Linked DNA regions of Gossypium hirsutum: region 2 is linked to region 1. A link is a contact called in public Hi-C data. All regions are on one chromosome and are shown on one strand. The core of a region is the stretch at or near the end of the contact, and the rest is flanking DNA. Distances in the headings are between cores, read along the strand shown. Region 1 has its middle 28 kb from the start of LOC121211583. Region 2 has its middle 8.3 kb from the start of LOC107933338.

What was found. A called contact is a pair of places that touch in the nucleus more often than the background predicts.
Region 2: a Hi-C map of leaf shows a contact between it and region 1, with 2.5 times the contacts expected there. The contact joins two enhancer-like sites. A contact is called at or near these places in 4 of 34 Hi-C or Micro-C datasets (leaf and petal).

The regions. Positions count from the first base shown.
Region 1 is chrA12:21,317,648-21,320,569 of Gossypium_hirsutum_v2.1, reverse strand. No RefSeq gene overlaps it. Among protein-coding and RNA genes, the nearest start is that of LOC121211583, 28 kb to the right of the region's middle. Within about 2 kb of position 1,474, at least 2 of the 9 cell types and tissues checked have an H3K27ac peak or open chromatin away from gene starts, as enhancers often do. A contact at or near this core is called in leaf, where this site is marked.
Region 2 is chrA12:21,409,285-21,412,063 of Gossypium_hirsutum_v2.1, reverse strand. No RefSeq gene overlaps it. Among protein-coding and RNA genes, the nearest start is that of LOC107933338, 8.3 kb to the left of the region's middle. Within about 2 kb of position 1,258, at least 2 of the 9 cell types and tissues checked have an H3K27ac peak or open chromatin away from gene starts, as enhancers often do. A contact at or near this core is called in leaf, where this site is marked.

The DNA.
Region 1 (2,922 bases), core at 225-2,724:
TCCTCCACAGCACAAATCTCCTTTTGCATAGCATCACGCCATCCTGCATCCCATAATAATATCCTATAATATTCTATTAGGAATCAAATTGCTAAAAGATAATATCCCATAATAATATCCTAACAAGTACCGATCCAATAAGGGACTGAATTAATTGACACAAATTGGTTGGGTTGGTTGAATCGGTTTTCACTATTTTTATTTCTTAATTTATTCAATTGAACTGAACAAATTGATTCAACCGAGAATTAGTGTGTCCACTAATTCGGTTAAGACTAAATCTAATTTGTCATTTTCTTTTACACTTATTTTCTTCTCTTACTTCAAAACTACAATAAACTCTTTTTATAACAATATTTTTTTTGGTAAAAAAAGAAAATACAACTCAATAATCAAACAATAGGAAAGCTCATTACATAATTCTTATCAATCAATTGTACTCCTGTTTCCCTGTCTCTTCGAAGCTTGACAATTCTGTCTGCAATACTATTCTCTTCTCTGGGATTATGCTAAAGATTCCAATGACTCAAAGACTTCAAAAGCAAAACAATTCTCCTAACTAAGGCAGAATTGGAACCACCGCAAACACCTTCCTTAATGAGGTTCACAACTTTATAACAACATTTTATTATAATAGTCAAGTTTGTTATAGAATCTTTTATTTTATATATATATAAATTTTAGTTTTACTCTTTATAACATCTTTTCATCTATAATAGTAACAACCATAAAAGTATGAAGCACACTCTTCACTAAATTAATTTTCTATAACAACTTCTTACCTTAAATTTTAATATTTTTTGAATTATAATTTATAGTAAAAGTAGTTTTATTATTAAGAGAAATAAAATAGTAAATTTTAGTTAAGAAATTATATAAATAAAATGTTTAAATTTTATATAAGAATAATATTAGTTATATTTTATTAAGAATAATTTTTAATAAATGAAATTACATTTTAAATATTATTATAGATACAATTTAAATATCACCAATAAATAATAATATTAATATATTATAGTTTTTAATTTGAAAATTTTAAAACCTCAAATAGGATCTAAATCTCAAATATCATTCAACCAAAGTTATATTTTTATATTTTTTTATACATTTTAATTTTATTATGCTAACGTTATTACCTCCATAAATTGTATATATTAATAATATTATTGATTGAATTGGTATTATAAATTAACCTAACACCAACTCAGAATTAATGACAATACAATAATAAATAATTATATTTATTTAATAATTTTAATTTGATGTATTTAAATTTTTTACTCAAAATTTAATTTTTTATTTTTATTTTAATATTATACATATTTTATGTGCTATTATTATTAATTCATTAAACTATATACTTTAGTATTTATTATATTTTATTTTTTAACACACTTCTATATTTTAAAGAACAGAGGTGTTAGTAAATTTCTAAAATAATAAAGGAAGGGAAAGTGGGGCCAGGAAGAGCATTGGATTCCAAACTTTGTTGTGAAGACAGAGCAGAAGAAACCGACAGGACTCTACCGCAATTTAGGCAATATTATAATTATAATAAAAAATATGATAATTTTTTAATTTCATTTCCATAATTAAAAAATTCACTATCAATCCAACCCATAACTACATTTGTTTTGCACGTTTGCAAAGTTTCATACAAATTTATTTTCCTTGAATTCACCACCCAACGCAATTCAAAATCCACAAAACATCAATTTCAAATTTTTAATTAATTAATTTTTTATATTTTAAAATTTAGTTTTAGTTATTAATATTATTTTTTATTAAATTTATTGACCTGATATTTTAGAATAAAAAAACCTCATTTCATAACAATGTAATTAAAATTTAATATTCATGAACTTGAATTTAATAAAATGATTTTAATTTAAAATTTAAAATCTAAAAAATATAGATAGTAAAATTTAAATTTATGAAAGGTACCAAAACTTCTAATACAATTTAACCAAAATTTAATTATCTATCTTTCAACTATTTTCATATTGTTCATAAAAACTATTTTCACACCGGTGCAAATCATAATACTTTTTTTTCTAAAAAACAAGAAAGCCTTGATTTGTAATATTTAGTTACTATCAATTGTTTTTGGTTTTTCTTTTAAGCTATGAATAATACAGAACACAAAGCAAAGGAGAGAGAGAGAAAAAAAAACAAAATTTACAAAAAAAAAATACTAGAAGACACATGTATGAGCGTAAAAATAACATATTTAGAAAATAAATTTGTGTTTAAAAATTATATATAATAAATAATAAAATGCACGATTTGAACTAAATAATAATATATGAAATATGCATGATATTAAAACACATGAATACATCATATAAGATTACTAAATGAAAGCCATTTGTTTCTTATTTTTTGTTTTATTTAGCGGTGGTGCCAGCCTCCAAGCTGGCCCGCCTTTTTCCTTTCCCATTAACCTTTTATTTTTTTTCTTTTTCTCATTCACTACACATGCCTTCTCTCATTTCAATTTGCAGATTTATTTTGTGGGTATCTTTGTTGTCTTCACAAGTTGTGATGGACAGATGACGGTGCTTGTCGTTCGCTAAAACTCCACCATCCACCAGTAGTTTTTATTGGAAAGTGGGTGGCTCTTTATCAACTTCTTAATTTGTTTCTATTTTGAGAGTATTTTAGAATAATAAATAATTTCACATGTTGATTTGGATTTGTGTTGTCTTAAGTTTTATATATTTTTTGTTTGTTTTCTCATTGTTTAATAAGTTTTCAGTTTTAGAAGTTATTGTTTGCTCTTATAGCACGTTTTTTTAGCCTTGCTTATGCATGTAATTTTAATTTTATAAGTGATTTTAAGGATGATTTTGTTGTCGTCCTCTCTAGTTTAGTGAGTGCTCGATTCTTTTATTGATTTTTGCTCACCACTTTGGACCA
Region 2 (2,779 bases), core at 9-2,508, 92 kb before region 1:
AAGGGATAATCGCAAATTTAGAAATTCTAATGATTTCATCTCATTGTTTAGTTACAAATACAAAAAAAAAAATTAAGAAAAGCTATACGAGATTTGAAAGAAAAAATGTTTAAATAAGATATATTCGTCTGATAATTTTTTAACATATTTAAATTTATTAAACTTATTATTTATTATTATATTTAATTTTATTATTAATTAAAATATTTAATTTTAGAAAATATTTTTATTGATATTTATATTTTTTTTAATAATTTATGTAAACTAACTAAAATTGAAGATTAGTTTTAATGGTTAAAGTATAATTTTAATTGTCAAAAGTCATGTGTTTGAATCTTGTTGGAATCAAAATTTTAAATATTTTTGGAAAAGTTATGAAGAGTCGAATATCTGTAGATATTTGAGATTCGAATAACAAATGCAGACTCGGCTAATAGATATCCAAGGGGTCTATTTGCATCTCTAGCGGATAGTAATTTTGGTATCTGAATTTGCAAATTTCATATTGAATATTTACAGATATCCGAATCCGTAATCCAAATTAACTTATCTAGTTAGTAATTTTTTAAAATTGAATGTAAATCAAAATTCATATAAACTTTACACATTGAATAAAAATAATTTTAATATTCATCCAAAAATATGGTTAATTTTAGGAGTTCTTTTTCTTGTATTTTAATATATGGGGATTATCCCAAAAGGATGATGAATGAATTCTAACCCATCAATATGGGCAGATCAAATGATTATTATCTTTTTAAGAAAAAAGTAAAGATGAATTCTTTAAATGATTCGTAAATTGTCTGTCTATACTTATAATATTCTTCAAATCTAAACTTTTTTCCCTTTGTTATTATTATTATTTATCCACAAACACAGCTCCTGCTTGATTCAAGGAAAGCCATTTTTGATACTTTGATAGCTTTGAAGATTTTTTACTTTTATCAGTTATCACCCATCTTGAAAAACCTTATCCACAGTATACAAGAGAAATCATTTATACCAAAAGGTAAATAATATAGACAAAAAAATTTAATTAAACTATTCTTTTTCATAAACCTCCAATCAATGGAAGTGAATTGAAGTACGGTGTTTCATAATTTAAGTCATCGTTAAAAGTGGTCCATTATTAATTAATAATAGGAAGAAAATTGACGAAAACTGTAATGAAATATGAAACTGGCACTTTAAAAGGGGGTGGTCTAATGGGGCTAATGGAATTTGTCGTGTTGCTCAATTAACCTCGAGAACTCTACAGAGTGTTGGCAATTCTGATCTGCCTCAAACAATATAGAACCATCGGTTGCTGCCAATGTGCAGTGCTTTCCCACTAACGTTTCACGTGTACTTTTTTATTGGTTAAATTTTGATAGTTTCCTAAATTCTTGGACCACCTTATATATGGAAGAAGTTGGGCATTCTTTATTCTTTTCAAAAACCAAAAATGTACATTTCTTTCTAGAATTTAACTCAGTACAGATCAGTTCACATTGTAAAAATATGTTGTCAATAGTTTCTTACATATGTATCGAGTCCATGTAGGGAAGTGTGATTGTAGATATTAAATTTTGAAATTTTAATGCTTTGGATACAATATATAAATTAACTGATTTCGTTTTCCATTTAAAACAAACATTATTGATAACATGTCAATACAGACAGAAAACACCTAGTGCCAAGTTGGCAAGCCATCTCTGCTCAGTATATGTACCAAAGAAGATGTCGGTGAATTCATTCAGTCTTCTAGACTCATCCTCTTTTTAGCCTGACTAGCAACCCTGTCTGCAGCGCCATTAGCTTCTCTCTTAACAAAGGTATATATATTACTTCTTGAAACACTCTTTTACAAATCTCCTCTACATGAAAAATTCTTCGACTACTTAGTTGGGTAGAAAAGTGGAAGTATAGGAGCATGGAGTGGAAAAGTGGAAAATTGTAACCTCTCTAACCCCGCTTAATTATTAGACCTGAATTCGGAAGATTACATTAGCCACCGAAATGACCCAATAAGTTATTGGAGTTTTGAAAACAATCATTTTAAAAAATTTGATTATTTTAGAAGAGAAGTTAGTTAATTATCGACTTATTTATTACTCAAAATTTAGTTATAACTTAGCAGTGGAAAAGTAATAATAGTTTATATTTTTCATAAAAACTAAAGTTCATGCATAACTAATTAATATTTATATTTCAGTAACCTAAAATCAAATTAAAAGTCATGTATGCTAAAAGAAAACAAATCCTAAATCCCACAAAACAATTCAAAATTAAATAATACAATCTCTGAATAATAAAATATCAAATAATAAATATAAATATTTTAATAAATAAAGCCGAGCAGAGACCCTCCGAATGTCGTGTCCGCGTCCTAACCTAGTGGGTTATTTGTAAGGATGAAAATTAAAGGGGGAGTGAGCTATGATGCTCGGTGTGAGTTTAATCACAAGAAAACCAATGCAAATGATTAAACATATTAATATGTCACATAGAAATAATTTTCAATGACACTTTCAGAATACCTATGTTTCAGATCACTCACAATATACATATACATGTCATATTAGAAATCCCAGATTTGAATGTATATGTTTTTATGGATGCCATATAGTTTCGATTTTAATAGCATAGATCCTACCCCACCGCTACACACCACAATGGGAGTTCCCCTGAACTCCAACCACCAGCACACAAGATTGTGGTTTAACAAATATTGGTTTGTAGATAAACTGCCAAATGACTGTAAACACACAAAAAAAATCTCCGCAGATGAAATCTGCCT